Linked DNA regions of Sus scrofa: region 1 is linked to region 2. A link is a contact called in public HiChIP or PLAC-seq data. All regions are on one chromosome and are shown on one strand. The core of a region is the stretch at or near the end of the contact, and the rest is flanking DNA. Distances in the headings are between cores, read along the strand shown.

The links. HiChIP or PLAC-seq counts read pairs in DNA pulled down with a chosen protein or histone mark.
Region 1: a contact with region 2 is called in an H3K27ac HiChIP or PLAC-seq map of skeletal muscle, with 2.4 times the contacts expected there. The contact joins two enhancer-like sites. A contact is called at or near these places in 3 of 47 Hi-C or Micro-C datasets (embryonic fibroblasts and psoas muscle) and 1 of 2 datasets of contacts at active chromatin or transcription factors (skeletal muscle).

The regions. Positions count from the first base shown.
Region 1 is chr2:127,585,583-127,592,966 of Sscrofa11.1, forward strand. No RefSeq gene overlaps it. Among named protein-coding and RNA genes, the nearest start is that of ZNF608, 570 kb to the right of the region's middle. Within about 2 kb of position 3,404, at least 15 of the 83 cell types and tissues checked have an H3K27ac peak or open chromatin away from gene starts, as enhancers often do. A contact at or near this core is called in skeletal muscle, where this site is marked.
Region 2 is chr2:127,517,951-127,524,968 of Sscrofa11.1, forward strand. No RefSeq gene overlaps it. Among named protein-coding and RNA genes, the nearest start is that of CSNK1G3, 510 kb to the left of the region's middle. Within about 2 kb of position 4,106, at least 16 of the 83 cell types and tissues checked have an H3K27ac peak or open chromatin away from gene starts, as enhancers often do. A contact at or near this core is called in skeletal muscle, where this site is marked.

The DNA.
Region 1 (7,384 bases), core at 2,154-4,653, 67 kb after region 2:
TTTCCTTAAAATATAATTAAAGTTTCATAGCAGAAAGTCAGAAAGGTTCTTAATTGTCCAAGGAGTTGCTCTGTGATAAATCTGGTCCCAGAAACCAATAATCAATTTTGCCTTGATAGTCATGACCAAGCCTTGCAACTGAGAACTATTAGCCCAAGTCTATGAATATCTGTGTAAGGATCTTAAGAGCATGACAAAGTTGGAAGCTTGGATCATTCTGTACCAAGCCCTCTGTGAGTTTTCTTGGAATCACTTACATAGGTCAAGGGAAAAACAGACAGCAGCACTTAAAGCCTTGTTTAGCTTGAACAGTCACAAAGAACTTTTTGTACTTTGTGTCTAATAGGCTTTGCTCTGAAAATCTTCAACCACTGCCATGCCAAATCCTGGCTCATGCCACATGTCATGCGAAGCAATTGCATTAGGTAATAAACTCCATGCTCCCTTCATGTACCCATACCCAGCCCCCATCGGTGACACTGCCCTTAGAGAATGTCTAGGTTCTCCTATTTGCAGAAAGACTCTCTGTTAAGAAAGCAGATGATTCATTTAATTCCAGCAACTCGATATTGCAGCTATATAAACACATCTCTCTGGACTTCCCAAATAAGCTTGGCCCACATTTACCACTTCCTATCTTTTCCCAAAATAGGCTAACTGTGAAAAAGAAAAGACTAACAACTTTATATGAGCAAATAAACAGAAGTAACAATATATATACGTGTGTGTGTGTATGTGTGCATACACATTCTATATTCAGAAATATATAACAACAGAAATATTAGTCCTCCCCCTTAAGATGGTAGGAATATAAAATAATGAAACTGGGAAAGCCAGTGGGCAGAGAAAGCTTGTCCAAGAAGCTGGTCCCTCCTATTCGTGGAGCTGGAGGTCTCACCAGCCCTCATCAGGTATCCTGGGCTCCCACATCAATCTCTCTGGGCTGAATGCAGCCCACCAGGTAGCTTGCACTGTAACCACTGCCTGCCTTGCTGCAAACTGCAATGCGAAGTGCCTTGTGGGTTTTGTGTTCCCTTGGGTTTATTCAATTGTAAGTATAAAACTGAAGGCAGGTGGAGAAGGTCAGCATTACATATTCATTTTATTTTAAATAATTAATGATGTTTCCTGTCTCTGCTTACATTAATTGCTCTCAGGTGTTAGAAAATGGCTTGGTGAGTTGCCTTTTAACGTGTTTCTTTAGAAAGACAGTGTAGCTGCTCTTTGGCATACTAAAGGCAGCATGTACTGTGCAGGACTTTCTAACTAGAGGTTAATAAAAGGGAAGTAAACATATGAATTGATGTTCTCAGCCATGTGGGGGAGAAGGACGCATCTAACTGTATACCCAGGAAATGTGAGCAATGACTTCATCCAATCTCAGAACAAGACTCATGTTTACCTAGATTCTCCTGGTCAGATGTGGCATTAGAAACCAATTTGATTTTTTCTGAGGTAGTGACACTAATAACAGAGCATGAAATACAAAGTCTTTTTTTTTTTTTTTTGTCTTTTTGTCTTTTTGCCTTTTCTAGGGCCGCACCCACGGCATATTGAGGTTCCCAGGCCCGGGGTCCAATCAGAGCTATAGCCTCCAGCCTGTGCCAAGCCATAGCAATGTGGGATCTGAGCCACGCCTATGACCTACATCACAGCTCACAGCAACGCCAGATCCTTAACCCACTGAGCGAGGCCAGGAATCAAACCTGCAACCTCATGGTTCCTAGTCAGATTCGTTAACCACCGGGCCACGACGGGAACTCTGCAAAGTCATTTTTCACGATCAGTTCACAGGGAGATATTTTCTTTCAAGTACAAGCTACAAGTATTTTTTTCAAAGAATGTGAAGGCTTCCAGAGGTATGGGATGTTACTTTTTTTAATCTGATAATACATATGGAGGAAGCAGGTTCTCAAAACAATGTTGATTCTGCCTCTTTTAAAAATATGAATTGCCTCACTTCTGGTCATATATAAAACTATCTGTTCTTCTTCGAACATGTTTAAGGAGAAGTTGGGCAAACAAAACTAGTTCTAAGGCACGGCTCCATTCGCATACTCTGCACTGATGCTTCTAGAAAGTGTATTTATAATGTGTATTTACTTTAAGAAGATCAAGACACTTACTTTTAAAATACGTTTCTGTGATATGTGCTCCCAGAGTTGGACATTAATCAAACCTAAGTAGAATCAACTGAGAGTCAAACTGAATCTCAGAAGCAGAATAACTGGCTTTAGAGAAAGGGCTGGAGGGCTTAGGAAAAGGTCCTCAGGGAAGCAGGCTGTACTTGGAATGTGAGTACCAGTCATTCTATGTGCCACTGGCTGTGTCTGTCCTTAGTGGTCTCAGATCCCATTGTGAAGGAAGGACTTTGGGAACATCCTTCTCCCTCTTGCCTCTCTTCTCCATTTGTAGGTTACATAGAAGCAAGACCAAGAGAGTATGAACTAACATTCAAATTTAGGGCTTATACTTTTTTAAGTTTTTAGTAAGATAACAAGAGTAAACAAAAGAGCTTTGTTCCCAGTCTTAATTTTAATTGGTTCATGCAAAGATATTTTCTAACCATTGGAATCCACAACCTAATCATTAACTTAATCATCCTATTAACTTTGCCAATATACATTGCTTTATGCCATACTGACCTACTCATGTGCACAAAATATGTGTGCAACATTCAGAGATACAGCAAGTTGTGTGTCTGTATGGAGAAAGACACAGACACACACACACACACACGCACAGAGCAGGTCAAGACAACAGCTGTTCAGCATTATTTACAATATACAGGCATCAGTGATGACCTAAAGAGCTGAAGAAAAAAACAGGCCATATTTTCAGCTTAATAAAACCCTGCAGTAGGGAGCCCTTTATGAACAATTACAAGCATTTGCCGGAAATACATTTGCTGATTTAACAAACTGGGTAGGACAAATGTTTAACATGCTGTCGTAATGATGTTCAGATGCTTTTCTTAGTATTCGTTGATCTGAGATAATGCGTTCTTGCCCAATCATTCTACAAAGCAGCAGCAGAAATAAATAAATAAATAGATGTAACGTGATGCGCTCCCACAATAGCAGCGCTGCTGACTGCCCCTGACAGATGGGGAAAAAAAAAGTCAATATGATGCCTGAGACAGCCCAGGCTTGGCACCGCAGAATAAATTACATGATTCGCTGAATGCCTGGGCTTCGCTCAGACATACAAAAAAATTGGAAAGATAAAAGCTTGCATTGGCTTCAGATGATATTTACTGCTTGATGGATTTACTAGCAGCCCCAGTACAGTCATACTGTATTGAATTATTGGCCTCTATTTAGCTGTGTGTCTGTCGGATCTTGAGTGTCCATTTAAGCGTAAGTGAGCTGGAGGCCCGCCAAGCCTCTCAGAGGCTCTGGGTACAGAGGGAGATGTGAGCTAATGGCCACCAGCCCGAAGAACAGAGAGCTGGAGGACACTGGGGGAGGCAACAAAGCCCAGCTACAAAGTACTTTCTTATCAATATTAATGCCAAAATAAATATTAATGGAGGCTGCCCGGCACATCATTTTTGAATGTGCCTTGTTTTCTTTGTATTTTAACACAAATGGCTGGAAATGACTGTGTGATTTTTCTCTTTCTTTCACATTTTCTTTCTTGCTCTGAATCTAAGCAAGAATTTGGAAAAGAACATTAGCTTTGCTCCTACCGTTGTCACAGCGGTGGGGTTTCTATAAGGCAAAGGAGGCAAATGAAATGCTGGTTTTAAGAGGTATACGGCTTCCAATAAAATATATGATTAGAATAGTAATGCACAGTATTGCAGCTATTGTTATGGATTCTTTATTGCATTGTGCTCAGGCAGTTCAACTGAGAAGTAGCATTTCATGTACAAAGAACCCAATGGGAAAGTCGCATTGTCATCTTAGCTTCAAAAAAAAGAAGGTGGTGTGTGGCAGGGGGGCAAAAGGGTCCATGGGGACTCTCTGTACTTTCGGCTCCATTTTGCTGTGAACTTAAAACCACTCTAAAAAAATAACATTTACTAATTAAATGAACACGCACACAAAGAAGGTGTAGGTACGGTGGGCATGGTGGGGAACAAAGAGAGCTAAGTGCCCAAGGCACTGGAGTGACCCAGAGTCCAAAACGTGAGTGAACTGAAATTGTGCATCATGTGTGCACGATGGGGAAGTGAGCGTAAGCCAGAGAGATGGAGCAGTTAAGAGAAGGTCTAGGGATTATTCCCAGGTTACTCACTTTTTATGCGAGTGATCAGGGGAAGGGTTACTGTGCAGGGCTCCAAAGTGAGATCTATGGCAGGAGTTTTCAGCTATCTGTGCAAGGGAACTGCTTCCCCCTGGGCAGCACAAAGCAACCCAGCATTCTCGGAAGATGCATGTGGAGCGTGCCAGATGACTGAATGCACAGGGTAGCTTCAAGAGGACCTCCTTGCTCTGGCGAGAGCACAGATAGCCTCCAGGAGCAGGAAACGGGCTGCAGGTGAACCATCCCCGTGTTAACTCACCATGGAACCAAAGCTGGGAAAATCACTTCATTCCTTTTAGCCACTATTTCCTAGCCCGTAAAACAGCTGCTGATGTCATCACAATAACAATTTACTACTTCACAAGATCTTTAGTGGATCAGGTGGGGCAGGAATGATGAAAAGGGGTATGTTATGGCAGCAATGCACACTCAGTGCTTTCACACTTGCTCATTTACTCTCTTCACAACACAGTGATGTGCATCTTGCTATATCCGTTTCATGAAAAATGAGATGTAGTGACCTAGCCCACGTCACATAGCTAGAAATGCCAAGAATGGACCCCACGCCTCCCCTAGGGTACACTTTCTGGATGAAAAGACAAGAGTGATGGTCATTATCTCCCTCTTTGGGGAGCAGGATGTGACCCTCTGGACCTGGACACATAGGCTTGAACTGGATGGCTGTTGAGGCTCTGATCAGGTACCCAAGGTCCCCTGCCGCTCACTCTACAGAGACCCACTTCTGAGACTGGGTCCTGGGACCAGCAGTGTTTGGATACACTAGCTGGGGGATCCACCAGCTAGCCTGGGGATCCCAATGTGTGGGAAGAAATCCCTTTGCTGGCTCTGGGGCAGAGCAGGTGGCAGAGGCTGAAGGGGTGGAGGACGCCAAGGAAGAGGAGGGTCGCAGGGGAGCATCTTGCCCATTTTCGGCTGATGTTGCTCCAACTCTGCACATGGCTCACAGCAAACGTCATAACTGTTGATATATTTCAATCTGACCAGTGCTGCCACTTGTACATTTAAATCCATTCTGTACATTGCTTTCAAGAACAAAAGGATGCAGAAGGCAAACGGAACTAATCACTGTTGCTGAGACTGAGAATAACACAAAGTAGTTGCTAGTGTCATCTGGCTGCTTGAAATACATCAGCTGACTACAGGTCAGAACAGGGCCCCAGTGTGGCTGGTATTGTTTCCAGGTTCCCCAGATAAGTAAACTGAGGTTGTAAGAGGTCAAGTCCTTACCTGGGTCACACAGATGGGAAGTCAGTAACTCAGCTCCAAAGGCCAAGTTTCCCCAGGTTGCCCCTGAGAAGTCTCTGTTTAGTGACAGTGTGTGATCTATTTTAGAACAATTTCTGTGAAATCTGACGTCTTTTTCTAATGGTACTTCTAAAAAGGAAGAAAAGGGATTCTGTGACTTGTTGTAACTCCCCTATTCGCATGGGGATTTTTCCTAAAAGCCCCTCGTGGTTTGGTGGAATGTCGAATATCCAAATTTGGAATCAATCTGGGTAGAGTTCCAGGCTCAGCCTCACAAAGGACTAACCTTCAGACTTTGGGCCAGGTATTAAGCTTTTCTGCACCGCACTCTACCCAAGTTCAAGTAATGGGAAAAACAATACTTTAAGTACTGAGAAATACTGAAGTAATATATAGAAGTACTTAGCCTATAGGCCTCAGTACCTGACAAGTATGATAACAACGATGCTTATTATTATTCTTCACATAAAAACAAGCATGATTTACTTTATAGCAGTGTAACTGTAAGGTCCTGGCCAGTAGGTGTCAGAGAGTTAACAGATCAGGAAAGGGGGTGTTGGATGATTCTGAATAACTACCCAAATTGTCAGTAGCTAGTATAATCTGCAGACTATTAATAAGTCAGAGCTGCAACATACATGGGGCAAAAGGATGCTATGTTTCAGAGAGAAGAGCAAGAGGAACTTGGAATCTGGCCATCTCTAGCATCTGCTTGGGGAGGTAAAGCTATGACACTCTTTGTCTCTCAGCCAGGCCAATGTGGTTTGTGATCTGCGCCTATTATTACATGTGGGCTCAGCAGGCAGGAGCCTCTCTGCAGGGAAAACACACAGCGTTGCCATGACAGGAACCCACTGTACTATCTGGCGACAACATAACTTCACATGATGGCAGAAATGGAACTGATGGGGAAAAAGTGGTTTTAACTTTTGTCTTATATAGATATAGATAGATACAGATATAGTCTAGAGATAATAAACACTACTAAAGGTAAAGCATTACACTTAATATTTTAATATATTTATATTTAATTATATTATAAATACCCATATTTTGACTTAGCAAAAACAGCAAGAAAAAATGCCTTCAGGTTCTTGTATCACAATCATACCTACATATTTTTAACCCATTAGCTTAGAACCTTCAGCAGTTGTGTGAAAGTTGACTACAGATTAGCCCTCAGTATGGATGATATATGTCAAATCATATATACTATCATTTACCAGCGGTCACTTATAGACAGAAGAGCTCAGCTGAAATCTACCAGTAATTAAAGTTAATACTGGCTGTGTTAACAGGACCCAAGTTAATGGACGTGCTAATTATTCTTCTCTGTGACAGACCCTGGCACCTGTTTGGTTTCCAGTTGGGACAAAGATAGACCAGATCCTGTTAGAATAAGGAGGTCATCCCATCCAGCCCCTCGTGACACACAGGCAGAGGTTCAGACTCTAAGACACATGAAAACTGTGGAACTGTGGGAAAACTATTCATGAGAAGTACTAAGAATGGAATAAAAAACTACTACGGTGTGAATGTTTTAAATCTGACCATAGAATAAAGAGTAGTTAACAGGGAGACACAAAGAGTAAGAAAAAAATAACTAGCCTTAAGATTGAAGTGATTAATAGGGAAGCTCCTTTAGGATCAATCAATACTAGGACCACTATTCTTCAGTATATTTATTAACAACCGAGAAGATAGATGAGGTGAAAAGTCATTGAATTTGTCGATGGCAAAATTGAAAGATTAAGGAAGATAGTGAGCAATGTGGAAAAAAAAAAAAAAAAACCTAGGGAAACCACATACTAAGCTAAAATGAACAAGGGAAAAAAAAAAAGAATACGCTTGGATGCATTATATTCTC
Region 2 (7,018 bases), core at 2,856-5,355:
TCAAAGAGCTGGATTTAAGTAAGTAGCAGAGCTGGATTTCAAATCTAGTCTCTTTCACTCAAATACCACATTCTTCCAAGACAACATGAAACATAAAGGCAATGGTTTGATTTTGAAGGGTATGATGTTAAATTTTATAGGTCCCACTTGCTTAGGCTATGATGACTAGTGCTTAAGCAAATACTAGTCAAGATGATGCTGTGAAGGTATTTTGGAGATGTGATTAATACTCACAATCAGTTGAAATTAAGTAAAGCAGATTATCCTCCAGAATGTGTGTGGATGGCCCCCATCCAATCAGTTGAAGGCCTTCAGAGAAAAAAACAGAGAAGAAAGAATTCTGCCTCAAGACCATACCACAGAAATTCTGCCTGAGTTTCCATTTGGCCTGTACAGATTTTGAACTTGTCAGTAAATTTCTTAAAATCAAACGATCAATCTCTCTCTTTCTCTAACCCTGATTGATACAAAGAGTAACTGAAGGATACCCAGGAAAATGTGGAATAGTACCAAAGGAAATCTATTTTTCTCCCTCAACAATCCTTTCCTAGATGACTTTCCAAAATAAGACAAGAAGGACAAAGCTCCATGATCAAGGTCATAAGGAAATTTTTTTGGTCAAGTGCCTGATGAAAAATTTTGTTTGCTTTATTTCCAAAGTGAAAAAAGTTTTCAGCTATTTAAAAATAAGTCATGTCAAACTGTTACTGTCTAATACTTTTTAAAATGCAAAGTGACTTTGAAATTAGAAGGCAATGAAGAAGCATTGGTCTGCATTGGTTTGAGAGAATTTTCTTATTCTTTCAAAGAGTTTGATTACAGTTCAGTGGAGGGACAGAGTCTTGAAGGAGAACTGACCAGTATTAGCATGATTTACACCTGGTTTCTCATATCACTCTTCGCTACAGTCACAGCATCCACTCAAAAGATGCAGCATTGTTCAATATAATACAGAGGGTAACTGAGCCATCAGCTTGGCTCCACACGGCAACTGTGCTGACATTCGCTAAAATGCCCAAACCCAATGGGATAAATAATTCAGTTTCCCTGAAAGATATGAGGGAAGAGCTCTGACGGGCTGATAGAGAAAAATGCTGCTGTCCTCCCCATCTGCTCAAAGAATGCAAGGCTTGTCAACTCTATCCTAGTTTTCAAATAAACCATGAAATTCACAACCCCAAATTGAGAATCTCATTTTCAGCCACACATATTCTTAATTTCTGTTCCACCAATACTACAGGCATAAAGAGATAAGTCAGATGATTTGCATCTTGAACTATAAAAGAAGTTTCAGAGAGACAATAGGAAAAAAGAAGGTTTGGTAGGTTTGGAAATTTCTTTTTCTTTTAATACACTATAAAATGTGAAGCAGAAGCACAATGACTTAATGAGTTTCTGTCTCTGTACTGTGACAAATCTACAATTTGGCCATTGTAAAAGTAATGATATGTTTCATTAATTTCATATGTTCCTGTAATAGAGTATTTGGAGGGAAGGCATTTCTGCTTTAGAAATTAGAGCAAAGAAAAGCTGATAAAAGCTTCAAGTTGGTGTTCAGTACTTCCTGGAACACATTAATAACATTCAACCGCCTTTTCAAACACACAGACAAATCTCAAAGCGATGCTTTGTCTTCCCAGTCATAATCCTAATAATGAAAGACTAGAAATCCTCACCTAGTTTCTCCGCACCATCTGCCTCCCCCCTTGCTTGCACATGTGCACCTGCCTACGCACACATTGCCCTTTTCACAAGTATACTTGGACATGGAAGCTGATATTCTATAACCCCCATCCATCTACTCAGGTACTCTGGGGCCACATCCTCTATGTAGTTTTCAAGTTCCTTTTGGAGACTGTTCTTCATACATAAGTCCCATAGTTACCATGGTCTCACCTTGCTTTTTTAGAAATATCTTCATACTGGGCTTTCTTAGGTTGGATCCTCAAGAAGGTGACCCCAAACAAGGGTTTGAATATAAGAACTTTATTTGTGAGAGGATGTGGGAAGCATGTGAAGTGGAGAGGGAAAATGAGATGAGAAGGCAAGAAGCCATTCAGTGCTGCACTAGTGAGAAGAGCGGCCCCTGTGGGAAATGGGGATGCCATCCCATTGTGGAATGTTTGGGGTTTGTGCAAAACCCATTGAGATTGTCCCCACTGGGGCACCCATCCTCCAACTCCCCTGTGTCACTGGCCGAGGGCTGCTCCTGGGGGAATGAAATCCCCATATTTCTGGCCTTTTGTGTTTGTGGATGAAGAGATCTCTTGGGGGGAAAGCTTGCAGTAGGACCCTAGTAGCACATGTGGGAAGGGTGAGAGCTGAGAGGATGTCAAAACAAATGTGGCTGCTAACAGTGCCATGGAGCGGGTCTGTCCCCCGAGCCACTCAACAAGACATTTTTTACCCCAAATGTCCATGCACTACCGTCTAGGAACCACATGGCAAATTTGTCAAACCAGTCACTGAAATACAGTCATCTGCTATACTTCCTATTTCCATGCAGAGTCTCGACAGTGGTGGGTTTCCTGTCTTGGTCTTTAGAAAACACTTTGCACTTATTCTAATACTTGCTAACAGGGCCAGCTGGAATCTACAAACTCTCTGTGAAATCTGGATGGGATCAATGTGTCTATTCTCTAAAAACATCTTATATCCCTTAGTGATATCTATATCCCAACACCACGAATAGACAAATTAGGCATGGGTAGGTAGGAAAGGAGAATGGGAGGAGGAAAAATTTACATCACAGCAGTAGAAGAAATCTCAAGGGTAGATGAAGTTTTTTGAAGTGGGAAAGCAGAATTATGTGGTCTACTTTTTTCCAAAGAAACGCCTCTAACCCAGGCCTGGGGAATTACATGCTATTCCAGCAGCCTGTCAGGGTAGACATCTTTCCAGTAGACGTCTGGCACCCTGAGGGCTTCTGCAGAGCCATTTTCAATTGGTGGTTCTCTTGGCCAATGAGAGACCCACTCATTGCCAAGCCTCCATCTACTTTCATAAAATCATTAGCCCTACTAAGAGAAAGCACTGAATTGAGGCTATTCTGTTAATTAGACCATCCCATTTCTCATTATCTTATCATCGGACTGCCTCCCGAGAATGGGGTTGAAAGAAGGTGGGAGGTAGAAAGAGACTAAGAGCAGACACAGCTGATTAAAAATGTATTTCTATTTAAAAAATACATACATTTTAAAAGCAAAACCAAAGCAAGAAACTAATGGGCATACTAGGCATTCATGGAAGAAATACATTTAAAAGCAAAACCAAAGCAAGAAACTAATGGGCATACTAGGCATTCATGGAAGATACAACGTGCCTCCAGCATGCCACAGTCCCAAGCCTCTGCAAGAATGAACAGCTTGGCCTTTGTTCCCATGAATATGATACAACAACTCTTCTCTTTGTCCAAGTACCTGCACTCCTAGGGCTGATTTTCTTGTTTTTAGGGTGATGAGATTTCTGACTTGAAGTCCTAGTATTCCTGGGCTTGACAGGACATAGGGTGGCATTCTGGGGCCACCAAGACATTGCTTCAGATGAGTACTTTTCTCAAAGTGCAACTAATTAAGTCTTCCATTAACCCCCTGAAGACACAAGAACAAATGCCTAAACAGGGACTCTACAGACGTGTGTATATGTGTGTGTGTGTGTGTACACATGTGCCTTATGTATAAGCACATGCAGGCACATGCACACAAGCTGATGGGAAGCATAATCAGTCATACGGCACAAATAAGAGAACAGCTGCTTGTTTCAGATATTAAAAGAATGTAAATTGGGCTGAGTTTTCTTTTGGCATAAGCACAAGGAATGCTTAAGTTTCCCACTTGCACTTAATTTATTTTTAGGTTTATTCACCACCATTTGTCAGGTTTCTTGAGCTTGACCTGAAACTAACCTTTTAGATAAACGGGAAGGCAAACAGAGCCCTGAAACTCTATCTGTATGTTCTTTTGTCTTGGGAACTGTAAATCGGGGCATTAGGTGAATAACACAGCTTGGCTTTGTGTCATGAAAAGTAATTCAGGGCTGCGGTAAGGGCAGGATTTATGAAGCTGTCTGGCCAGGCTTGGGCAGAATGCCAGCTTCCACCTGCTTTGCAGACATGGCTGTATGCAGTTGGTCACACTGCTAAAGTTGCCAAATTCCTTTCACTGGAGAGAAGCATGGCTGTGCTGGCCAAAGTAGAAAAGCAGGGAGGGAAGGAACAGGGGTGGGGGTGGGGCATGGGGGGGGGGCATTGGCCTGGGGAGAGGGATGAGGTAGCCTGAGCCAACCAGTCTTTAGGAAACGAATCAATTACAAACTTTCCTTTGCTCATTCCTGAGCAAAATTCCCTTAAAAAAAAAAAATCCATCTATGTTTCTAAAACACTGTAACTAAGTAATCTTGTGGGGTTGGCAAAAAAAAGGAAAGTAAATCAATTTGCAAAGTTTAAGAGGGTTTTTTTTTTGTAAAAAAAATTATAAGGAATTGTGTCATAACTGAGGTTATCATATCATTTATCATCCAAACAGGGGCACTTTTCAAAGTGAAAGGGGAAGGACTATAATTAATTAGGCTGGGACAACACTCATAAATTGGGACCGTCCGAGGCAAAACGGGATGCATGGTGACCCTAGTAGAGACCATTTACACTGCTACACAATGAAGCCACTAAATGACTGTGGTGTTACAAGGATGCTTTTCTAAGAAGTGACAGAAATTATATTGTCTCTTTGATGGTGCTGGACTACCTCCATGAAGCAGATGGCCAAATTGTCAGGGTGCCAGAGCATACTGCAGAATATCCATAGGAAAATCATCATGCTCCCTATTTTTCAGTCCCTTCCCCTTCTGAAAAAAAGTGCAAAAAGCTCAGCAAAGCTCTGCTTTGCCTGACAGGGAAGGGCCAGCCGATAACATACAAGGCTTGTCAGCATCTGATTAATTAGCATTAAAGGCATGAGGTGGAACTTACATGGGCAACAGCCCTGTTCTTTGTGATCTCAATGCCAATGAAGTTTGACATGAACTCTCCCCCCTCTCAAGCAAAGTCATCTCGTAGAGTTTTTAACCTTCTTCCCACTTTCCCATACTCAGAGGTTCACAAGGGCATTCGTTTCCAATGGGTGCCATAACCAATTGCCAAATATTTGGTGTCTTAAAACAATAGGAATTTATTTCTCACAATGCTGGACCCCAGAGTTCCAAAATCAAGATGTGGGCAGGGCCAGGCTCCCTCCATAGGCTACAGGAGAGAGCCCTTCCCCTGCCTCTTCTAACTCCTGATGGCTCCTGGTATTCTGTGGCTGGTGGCCAAGCATAACCACAATCTCTGCCTCTCTTCACATGGTCCTCTTCCTATAGTTGTTTCTGACTCCTCTCCTCTCTCACAAGGATGCCAGCCACTGGATTTAGAGCACACCTAAATCCTGAATGATTTCATCTTCAGACCCTTAAATAATCCCATCTAAAAGATACCATTTTCAAATAAGATAACATTCTGAGGTTCCTGGTGGACATGAATTTGTGAGTGGGGACACTATTCAACCCACTACAGTTAGAAAACCAGAAATGAGTCTATTTCTCAAAAGCAGCCCTTTAGGCCTAATCTCCAAAACATACAAACAACTCATATAACTCAACAGAAAAAAAAAAAGACCAATTTAAAAATGGGCAGAAGATCTAAATAGACATTTCTCCAAAGAAGATATACAGATGGCCAACAGGCACATGAAAAAATGCTCAACATCACTAATTATTAGAGACATGAAAATCAAAATTGCAATGAGGTACTACCTCAAACCCATTAGAATGGGCACCATTGACAAGTCTACAAATAACAAATGCTAGAGAGGGTGTGGAGCTAAGAGAACCTTCCTACACTGTTGGTGGGAATGTAAAGTGGTATAACCACTTTGGAAAACAGTATGGATGTTCCTCAGAAAACTAAATCTAGAACTACTACATGATCAAGCAGTCCCACTCCTGGGCATATACCAGGCAAAACTTTCATTCAAAAAGATACACGTACCCCTATATTCATTGCAACACTATTTCCAAGACAAGGAAACAACCTAAAAGTCCACTGACAGATGAATGGATTAAGATGTTATACATATACATAATGGAAAATTATCCAGCCACAAAAAGGACAAAATAATGTGATTTGCAGCAACGTGGATGCAACTAGAGATTCTCGTACTAAGTGAAGTAAATCAGAAAGAAAAAGAAAAATACCATATGATATCACTTATACGTGGGATCTAAAATAGAGCATAGAGCATAAATGAACCTATCTAGAGACAGGTCTTGTGGTTGCCAAAGGGGAGGAACGAGGAAGTGGGATAGACAGGGAGTTTGGGGCTGAGAGATGCAAACTATTACATTTAGAATGGATAAGCAATGAGGTCCTACTATACAACAAAGGGAACTATATCCAATCTCTTGGGACAGAACATGATGGAAGAGAGTATGAGGAAAAAGAATGAATGAATATATATGGCTGAGTCCCCATGCTGTACAGCAGAAAGTGATGTAACTCTAAATCAACTATATCCTAATAAAAAAAATAATAAAGTAGCCCTTTAACTCCTGCTGGCCCCTCCCCAACATCGAAGTAACAGACTACCTGTGCTCCACCATCACCATCCTTGTTACTTCTGGCGGAGCCTGCAGACACCTGCTGCAGGGTCTTTACTTCCACTCCTATCTGGCTCATGAAGGCTGAAGGATATTCCTTCCATCCAGGGACAGCCTTCTCTTTCACACTTCCCCAACCAACCAACCCAAAAAACTTCAAGAACAATTTCTCTGGTAATTTTCCAGGCTACTTATTTTCCATTACTCTATCTAGGCTGTGGGGTTCAGAACTTGCACACACGCAAAATAACAGGGCAAGGTAGCATAAGGTGGGCACCTCAAGAATTGTACAGGAGGCGAGAGACAAAAGAAGAAGGCTACCAGAGAGAATGTGGAATCTGAGCACAGGATTGCCAGAAGCTTAAGAGAAGTTTGGATGAGTTGGAAG